3 separate regions of the Hordeum vulgare genome follow, and all the other regions are linked to region 2. The links are chromatin contacts, called in public Hi-C maps. All regions are on one chromosome and are shown on one strand. Each heading gives the region's core, a stretch centred on a gene start, on an enhancer-like site or on the middle of the called end of the contact. The rest is flanking DNA. Distances are from core to core; before and after follow the strand shown. Region 1 has its middle 55 kb from the start of LOC123449386. Region 2 has its middle 180 kb from the start of LOC123449383. Region 3 has its middle 99 kb from the start of LOC123449384.

What was found. A called contact is a pair of places that touch in the nucleus more often than the background predicts.
Region 1: a Hi-C map of seedling shows a contact between it and region 2, with 4 times the contacts expected there. The contact joins two enhancer-like sites. A contact is called at or near these places in 4 of 6 Hi-C or Micro-C datasets (leaf and seedling).
Region 3: a contact with region 2 is called in a Hi-C map of seedling, with 3 times the contacts expected there. The contact joins two enhancer-like sites. A contact is called at or near these places in 3 of 6 Hi-C or Micro-C datasets (leaf and seedling).

Annotation. Positions count from the first base shown.
Region 1 is chr4H:542,946,168-542,949,235 of MorexV3_pseudomolecules_assembly, forward strand. No RefSeq gene overlaps it. Among protein-coding and RNA genes, the nearest start is that of LOC123449386, 55 kb to the right of the region's middle. Within about 2 kb of position 1,339, at least 2 of the 3 cell types and tissues checked have open chromatin away from gene starts, as enhancers often do. A contact at or near this core is called in seedling, where this site is marked.
Region 2 is chr4H:542,553,940-542,557,045 of MorexV3_pseudomolecules_assembly, forward strand. No RefSeq gene overlaps it. Among protein-coding and RNA genes, the nearest start is that of LOC123449383, 180 kb to the left of the region's middle. Within about 2 kb of position 1,597, at least 3 of the 3 cell types and tissues checked have open chromatin away from gene starts, as enhancers often do. A contact at or near this core is called in leaf and seedling, where this site is marked.
Region 3 is chr4H:542,838,589-542,842,009 of MorexV3_pseudomolecules_assembly, forward strand. No RefSeq gene overlaps it. Among protein-coding and RNA genes, the nearest start is that of LOC123449384, 99 kb to the left of the region's middle. Within about 2 kb of position 1,308, at least 3 of the 3 cell types and tissues checked have open chromatin away from gene starts, as enhancers often do. A contact at or near this core is called in leaf and seedling, where this site is marked.

The sequences.
Region 1 (3,068 bases), core at 89-2,588, 390 kb after region 2:
GCCCGTAGAAATAGTCCGATGACCCGAGGTCCCTTTAGTCCCAGACTCCCTCACTTGGATCAGAGCGTCTTTGTGCAGCTCCCCTCAGATTTGCTCGAGCTCGAGCGCCATCTCTTCACAGATGACATCCACCCGCGTCGCAATCGGCCATCGAGAGTGGCATGTTCACATTGGTCATCTTTCACATGGCGTGGAGAAGAACCTCACTTTGGTCCTTGAGGCGCTCATCCAATCCGAAGAGAAATCGATGCGGGAGAGCTCGTATACTCCACACACTTTCTCTGATGGCTTCTCCATCACCGCCGCTCGACCCCTATCTCGTCACCGTGTGACATGATGATGTTGAGGAAGCTCCAGGACTACCGACTCTGATATCAACTATAAGCTATGCACTCGGTCTACGGTTTGAAGTTTGAATTGGGAAATTCTATTTCACTATTGTTATTCCTGCCTTCCATCCTCACGGTTACAAGCTTACAAATGATCGGCAAAGCCATTGTTCTGTTCCACGGCTAGATCGTTACAATGGCTACTGGGCCCAGACGGATCGGAGAGCCATCTGAGCCTGGTCTTCACGCTCCTGGCCCACGCTCCTGGCCCACGGGCATCTTCAAACTCTGGCACGTCTTCTCTCGTTGCTGGTTCTGCTACAGAGCCATCCCCTGTTGTCGCCGTGTCCCTTGATCTTCAGCCAGAATTGGTTGTTTACCAGGGGCGCTGACACATACGCACGAGCGAGTGAGCGAGCTCGAGACCGGGAAGTATGCAGCTGCATGGGCCTTGGATCGGCAAATGCGTCCGTTCAGAGGAGCCGCCGCCGCCAACCCAGAAGGAAAACAGTGCAGTGACACGCGCTACAGTGACGAAACTCAAGATAAAATGGACCAGACCGATCGACCATGAGCCGCTGCAACTGCGAAGCAGAGCACAACATCGCACGCGTACATGCATGCATGCCGCCGCTCTAGCTGCTTCATGCATGGTCCCGAGCACAGCTCCCCGTGCATCCACTTCAATTCGCCATGCCGCCACGTACGTACTGCATTGATTCATGCATGCACGGTCGCGCGCCGGGCCGGTGCACGGGACACCTGCGCAGCCGTGCTACCGTCTGGCCCAGGTGTAATGCCCCTGGCTAAGCTTGCTGGGGGACCGAACTAGCGTGTCGCACGTAAAACTAACCAGGGGATGCAAAGTGTCAAGCTGCTATGTGCCGACCTATACGTACGTACTCCTTCCCATCCCATGCATGGCAGTGATAATTCGAGGGCCCGTTCGTCCAGTCTGTTCCCTGTCCTGACCTCAACCATGTGTTCTCATGCATGAACCGAGCGCGACGACACCGGTACGGGCATGGATGGATGCAAGCCGATCGACCTCTCTCGTGAGCCGCTTGTTGCATGCCTTGCCTCTTCAACTGTTGTCTCTGGATAGATCGATGAGGTGTCGGACTGCACTGTAGTCTCATCTTCGGATAAGGATATAATAATTTGTCTGCAGTTCGTCATGGCATTTTCCATTAACTGCATGTCACAGCATGGAGGAGGCGAACCGAACAAACCGATCGACCGACCATGCAGCCGCCCTCGGCGCTTTCCAGGTGTCGTCCCATCACCAGTTCGTTGCAGCAACAGAACACGCTGCCGTCGCTCGCGTCCAGGAAATAACCGCTGCGCTGCGATCGATTGAGCTTGAGCCCATGCATATGCATGCATGGCTCACGACGAGTGACACCGCCACGTTCGTCTTCGACCGACCATCGGGACAGGACGGCGGCGTGATGTCGAGGCAGACGGACACTCCACGTTCCTCTGTTATGTTACTTCCCGGGGACAAAAGGAAGCTGAAGCTCTCGCCCGATCCAACCCAAACAAACTCGGGTCAGGCGCTCACGGAACCGAGGCCAAGCCTGCTTTTGATGACCTCTTTTCGGTTCAAAAAGAGCGTGCAGAAACGGATTTACGTGTGGTCTCAAACGGCAAAAGCTGGAGCTAGTCATCGTGTGGACTGTGGACTGCATGGGGGCCAAGATTCAGGGGGGGCATCGTTTTTTATGCCTTGCCGTCTGATCCAGTCTCAGTGCACGCATGCTAGAGGCGTAGTTGCTTCTCAGTTTGACTGTTGACGTGAACTGGATGAGATCTTCCAATGTGGTTGATCGGACCCAAACGGGTCAAAGAGACGCACAAAAGGTGCAAGTTTCACGTTTGTATGTCCACGCGTTTATCTGTGCAGGAGTATTTCCTTTGTAAAAGAAAGCTCGCAATCGAGTGCATGCAGCAGTCTCCTCAGCTCCTAGAAGTGGGTGAATCATGTCGCAAGCAATCTAAACAATTCAAAAAAAATGTACAAACAATTGAGGACAGCTTTCCTGGTTTGTACAGATCTCAAATGCAAGTTCCGACGGCAGTGAAGTTAAACTGAAAAAACAAAAAAAAAATCTAAAATCCATAACAGGCTTCAATCAACAACAAAATATTGGATAACCAGAGCGAGTCCCTACCACACGACACGTAACAGTGGTTGGACGCATCACTCGGCCCTCTCCCGGGCCAAAAAAAAAAATGATCCTCTTAAAAGGAGCCCAGCTATTGATAACTTTAGTTATTTGCTCCCGGCTATGTCCCACGTCGGTGCTGGAGCAAACGTCGTCGTAATGACAGAGACCAACGACACAGGTTCATAATGATGTTGTCGTCGCATTATCCTTGCTTGAATAGACTGATTCTCAAATCCATACCCGACCATAGCATGATCTCTCCGTCGAAGTAGGAACTAAAAAAACTTTATTTAACACCATCATCGTCGTCGCCAAAGCAAAAAAAAAAAAAACAATGATCAACATAAAAACCAAATAAAAGAGCCTACAAAGGATTCACACACAAGGATCCGGCGACCCCCTTCACCACCGAAGACCGAAGTCGTCGACAGAGGGGAGCCCTCGGAGGCCGATGATGGAGGTGAGATCACCTTTCCTTTCTTCGGGAGGAAGAGGGAGAAAGGGAAGCAAACGAGTTTGGTTGACACAAATATCACATCAATTCTTTAATTAGAATTTTGTATATACA
Region 2 (3,106 bases), core at 347-2,846:
TTTTTTCATGAGAGGTATGATTTTGCTTTCATTAGAAGCATGATTTATTTTCGCTAGAGGCACGACTGTGCTTTTGTGAACACAATAAAATATGTGTTTTATTTTTTTTATGAGAAACACGGTTTTTTTATCGCGAGAGGCACGTTTTTATTTTCATGAGAGGCATGAACGTGCCTCTCGAAAACGAAAAACGTATTTTTTTATCATGAAAGGCAAGATTTTGCTTTCACAAAAGACACGGTTTTGCTTTCACGAGAGGCATGATCGTGCCTCTCGGAAACGAAAAAACAAAACACGTTTTCTATTTTTTGTGAGAGGCACGGTTTATCTTACATGAGAGGCACGGTTTTGCATTCACGAGAAATAAAAAAATAATACATTTATGTTTTTTTACCGCGAGAGGCACGAATTTTTCCGTCTGTTTGTTTTTGTCTGTTCTTTTGTGAAAAAATAGTTCGTCAAAGCCTCTAGTTTTGAAGATCTCGATGCCAGAAACCCACGATTGAAAACGGTTCAAGAATTGGATGCACGGTTTAAGAGATAAAACATTTTAAAAATATGAATTAAAAAAAGAAAAACTTCCAGGTTACGACAAAGGACATAGATATGATGTATCACTTGTCGCAACTTAGAAAGGTGAGAATGATTTTAAAAGGAATACTCCTCAATTAGTAATTTCGCTAACAGGCGCACCAAATAGGATATGACCAACCTATCATCAACTATAAGCAAGATTCATGGACCTTCGATAATGCACCGTATTGGGCCGGCCAAGACCATGCTGGGAGTCCCTCTCTGTTGTTTCATTTTTCGCATCTTTCGTATCTTTTGTTTTATCCTTTCTAAAATATTTCAGTTTTTTATTAATAAAAATAGGAATTCAAGAAATATGAAATATTGGAGAATTGTTTCGCAAATCATAAAATGTTCACGGATTAAAAAAATCAAGGGTATGAAAAATGTTTACGTATTGAAAAAATATCCTGAATTTAAACAAATATTTCACTAACTTGTAGAAAAGGTTCATATATTCAAGAAATGTTCACTGATTTAAAACGTTCATGCAATTCAAGAAAATATTTGTCAATAAAAAAATCCTCATACATTTCAATGAGAATCTTGGTAAAATAAAAAATACTCGTTGATTCTAAAATTGTTCGACGATTCTAAAAATGTTCACAAATTTAAGATAAAATGTTTGCAATTTCTAAATAATTAATGGCACAGAAAATGTTCGTGATCTCAAAAAATATTTGTCATTTTGAGGAGTGGTCATGGTTTCATGAAAAATATTAGTGAATTCAACAAATGTTCTCGATTAAGTTCGTGAATTTAAAAAATGTTCATGATTCAAAATTATGTTCGTAAATTTCAAAATTATGTTCGTGAATTCTAGAAGATATTCATGACTTGATAAAAATGTTCAGAAATTTTAAAAAGATGTTCGCAACATGAAATGGAAAAAAGACTACAGAGAAAAGAAATAAAAAACAAAAATCGTAAATTAAAAAAGAAGCTTAAAACAGGTATGGGAGAGAACCTGGAATGGGCCGGGCCAAAAGAGGACCACGCGCACAGGGGTGGTCCACGTAAACGTTGCTGATGGACACCACAGTTGGCGGAGTCTGTCACAATATCGCTATGTACCGACCTACACGGGGAATAGGAAGCTATAGCCCCACGTCAGTTTGGTTTGTAGGGAGAATGAGAATAAAAGCATAGGCCGCCCTTTCTTTTAGTACTTGATTTTTTTTAGGAGTATTAGATTAACTTGCCGAGTTTACATGGTTGTTAATCATTTTTTCAACTAGATTTATGTTACCTAAAGAACTAGATTTATATGGTGTTTATGTTTTTACTAAAGAGAAAAACAAGATTGACGTTCCAACTTTCCTATCTTTTGGGGGCCGAAATAGAGCATTTTATTTGTAAATTGTGAAAATGTAAAGTGTGAACTTTTAAGTCATTTTTTGTTTAAAAAGTCACGAATCTTCCTCCAGCAAAAAAAGAAAAAAGTTTCAACTCTCGTTTCTCGAAGATGGGGACACTAGTTTAGAAGACTACCAACATCGACCCTTCCCGTGTTGTTTGGAATTTCATTTTTTTATTTCAAAATAATTGAATTCACATTTATTTATTTCTTTTAAAAAATAAAGGAAATTTCATTTGTGATCCTTGAAAATCAAAGAAGTCTGGATTTCAATCATGAGCCATGTTTGCCCCGTTGATACGGTAGGCTTTGTTTGATCCCCCCACTTCTTGGACTAGTATGAGAAGATTGCAACACTTGATTCCACTGTCACATCACCTCCAAAGTAGACCCTTAAATTGCTTGGGACGTCCGGACTGCATGGTCGAAACGTATTTTGCCATCCACTGCGTGCCTATATACGTCAGCGGGCCGGTCCGGATGTCCCTTCTTTTTTGTAAAAAGAAAGCAAATTGAGGGCTTTGCGGGAGTCTAGACAACAACCATGTAGGACTCCAAAACCCCTGACCTACCTCAAACCCCTTCCGGACCACATGTCTCCATTCTTCTGTCTTTCTCTGTATTCGTTTTCTTTCTTGATGCCGTCGTTGTTCCACCACCCCGCCCCGCCCCTCCCTTCCCGAAACTCCGCGGCTCCATCACCATCACTCGGGCTCCTTCACCTCCACCGCAATACCCGGGCTTCACGTCTCGTCTGCTTCACTATCGGTCGATACATCTCCTCCGTCCGCTGCACAAGTACCATCCGCCCCTACGGTAGTCATCGTGCACGGGAAGTGCTCGTTGAAATGCTCGTGCTTGATTTTGTTGTCCCTGCTTCTTTGAAGCAATGGATTTGGATATGGAGTACATATACGACCACTATGTTGAGTCATCTGATGACTCTTCTCGTGAGGAGGACTACCCGAATGAGACGATGATGATGCAGGCGGTCCTCGCACACACGAAGTGTGCGGAAGATCATGTTCCCAATTTCAAGGGATCGATCAAGGGCCATCAAGTGCTGAATCGCCACAAGCACGCGATCACTTGATGTTGATGGACACCTACTTTTCCGCCGATTCCCTATTCGCTGACAACTTTTTGTCGGCTCTTACAGATGCAACAATGTCTTTG
Region 3 (3,421 bases), core at 58-2,557, 280 kb after region 2:
AACAATTGGTTCTCTCGGGTACTCTATCCAAACACCACTACGATGTGGGCAAATTCTACTATGGCCTCAAGGCATGTGCCCTTCACATCCATATTTCAGCATCAACTGTATGCGTGTCTTTATCATATGCAAGCATCCTCAAAGCAATCATACATTTCTATAAAGGAGTGAAGGGGAGTTGTCCACAACAATTCTTCTTCAGCTTAAAGTAAGGATTGTATTCCTTCACAGGATTCATGACACATAAGAACAAATGGTTGCTCGTCTAAAAGTAATGTCAGAACAAAATCATCTTGGTATGTCGGGTCTGGTTTAAAGTAGTTGTTGTAGAGAAGCCATGCTCCGGCGACCCTATATGTGGGAACAACTCTCCCATCCTTTATTGAACAATTGAACCTCATGACATGCTCCACTTGCTTCTTCATATCTTTCTCGATGCACATCACTATCCTCGTCATATCAACATCTCCATCGTTCAAATCGACGAACTCTTTGTATAAATTCATGAAGGTCCTTGTTCTCATAGTCATCATCCAACAAATTCATCATTCGCCTGCATAAAGCAAAAAGAATAGAAAAAATAGCTCGGGCATTTGGTCGAACACATAACGGGCAAGTTGTATGTTCAAGGAGTAGCAGGTAACGAGTTGGCATCCAATGACGGCGGAGTTAGGAAAAATGGCGGCGCGGGCGAAGAAAAAAAGAGGAGAGGAAGAGGATAGGTCAGGTTAGATTGGAGATGATTTAGAGAGATTTGAGATGAGCCCGGCCTATCGGATCGCCCCATGTCTGCCAGCATATGGGCTGAGTTCGGGAAGTGCCGGACAGATCAAAAGTTTGAGCTGGCTTTGTGGGTCTGGTTGGATGACGCTTTTCGGTCTAGACGGTGACCGAGGTGTTCGCTCATACGTTTAAGAGGAATTCAAGGGGTCCCATTATTGTTGGTCACACACGCAATGACACACTTAATCTTTGATTTTCACAAGTCACAACCCAAGTCCTGTACTGCTCGTAGTCCAGGAGTACTTTTTTCGGTTTAGTTCACATCACGTAGAGATAATCCCGGACGCAGGCGCGCCAAGGAACCAGGGGAGAAGAGAGCGGATCCACACATATGGACTTGAGAATTTATGCTTTGCCCTGGGGGCCGGGGAAGGCCGCTTTACGTGTTGTACATTCTGACCGGGACAGAGAGTGGAGGGAAGGACGCCGACCGACGGTGGCGCGCTGAAAGCAACGGCGTGGGGCGGGAGATCGACCAAAGCTACCCGCGTCGCCGTCCGCGACAAGGACAAGGACGGCTCGCACGGCCAGACGCCACGGCCGCAGTGGACCATGGCCGACGCCATCCGTGGCGATATGCGTCCTTTGTTCCTGCTTGAACTAACCATTATTTGCTGACCTCGACTGGGCGCGCCTCGCGTCGACACCTCACCGCGGCTCGATCCGTGTATGTACACTTGCACACGTCGCCGTGTCCGTTTGCTCGCTGGGATAAACATGGCCTCCGTTGCGTGGACTAGTACTACAACGTTTGCATTCATGCGTGGCCGGCCGGAACATTTGAATTCAGTTGACAGAATTAGTTTCGTTTAGTTCCTAGCTAGATCTAGTACTTGCCTTTTGTGATGTGAGTTTTAGCAAATTTAACCAACTTACCATGCTCACGTGATCACTAGCTAGTGGACCTGACTATAAACAGAGCTATATTATGGAACTCTCCTGGCATAACCATAAATGCATGCATGATTCAGGTTCAAAGTAAGCTACGCATTCGGTCTACGGTTTGGAGTTTGATGGGGAATTTCATTTCACTCTAGTTGTTCCTCCCTTCCACCCTCACAGCTATAAATTAAAAATGATCGGCCAAAGCTCAAGCAAATAGCTACAAGCCACATGTTTCGATTGTTCCAACGACTATTGGGCCCAAACGGATCGGAGAGTCATATGAGTTTGGCCTTCTTGTGAGTGGGCCGTATGCCTGGCCCACGAGCATCTTCACACTCTCATACCTCTTCTCGCGTTGCACCGTGTCCTCTTGATCTTTAGTTAGTACTCGTGGTATGTCACGGGATGCTAACATCCCCGCTTCTTGAAACCGTTTTGTCCTTAAGCTGTTGCATGAGGAAATTACTTACGCAGAAACTCCAACTCTTCCCAAGTGGCCGCTATGGGCGAAGAATCCCTCCACTCAACAAGCTCTTGAGCAACGGTACACTTGCCCACCTGCGACACACGATGTTGACACACTTGCAAGGAAACCTGAAAGGCCGAAGTAGCATGCGGAAGAACTTATTGGATGATAGTGTCTCGGGGAAGGAAACACTTCAACCGAGAGACATGGAATACATGGTGTATTTGGCTGCTGACAGGCTATTCCAACTTATACGCCACTCCGCCAATCTTTTTCACTATCTTGAAAGGACCGTAGAACTTAAACACCAATTTGTGATTGGTTCGACATGTCAAGAAAGTTGGGCGTATGGTTGCAACTTGAGAAAAACCTTGTCACCAAAGGAAAAAATCCGCTCTATCCTCTTTTTATCAGGTTGACTTTTCATGTGTTGTTGGATACGAAGCAAATGTTACCTAACAGTTGCAGTTAATGTGTGACAATATTTTAACAATTGTTCTAACTCAGTAGTAGCACTGCATCGGATTTAGAAATACCAAAGTGTCTGGGAGTATGACCATAGATCACCTCAATGCGAGACTTTCTTGGTGAAGAATGTCAATTAGAATTGTTGGAAAACGTAGTAGAAATCAAAACAAAAAACCGGTCCTATGATCAACCAGAAACACTATGAAGATACAACAATGGTTAGGACTGGATCGTTACCAACTCTGAGTTGCAATGGAAGAAGACGAGTCGGTGTAGATCGTTGATGAATTCCATCGAACCAAAGATGAACGATCCCGCTAACCGCCCACAAACATTCCTTGGAATGTATGACCAAAAGCACGACCTCTCTACGAGTTGCAAGCATACAATCTTCACAATCCGGCAGCGCATCACCATCCAGAGCTAACCGTCGCCGGAGAATTAGAGGGAGCAGATTAAAACCACACCGAACTTCTAATTATGAGGATGAGAGGATCTAGTTATAGCCCTAGTTGATCAACTAAGACCAACAAGAACTAGAACTAGAGAACTAGATGAGGCTTCAAAACTTGTATATCTCAAAAGGTGCAAAACCTCTAGTATATATTGGTTGGAGGGGAAGGAGGGGGACTTCCCCTCCAATGCGACCACCTTCCTCAGCCTACCCCTTCCTATTAGGGGGACCTTCCCCACTTGGGCCATTGTGGCACAAGTTGCCTTTCACCTCTTTCCTTCTAAGAGCATCTCTAGTAGAACCCTCAAACCCTTAAATCTAAAACCAGTTTTAAGGGTTGAGAATTGACCATTTTTGACACTTTT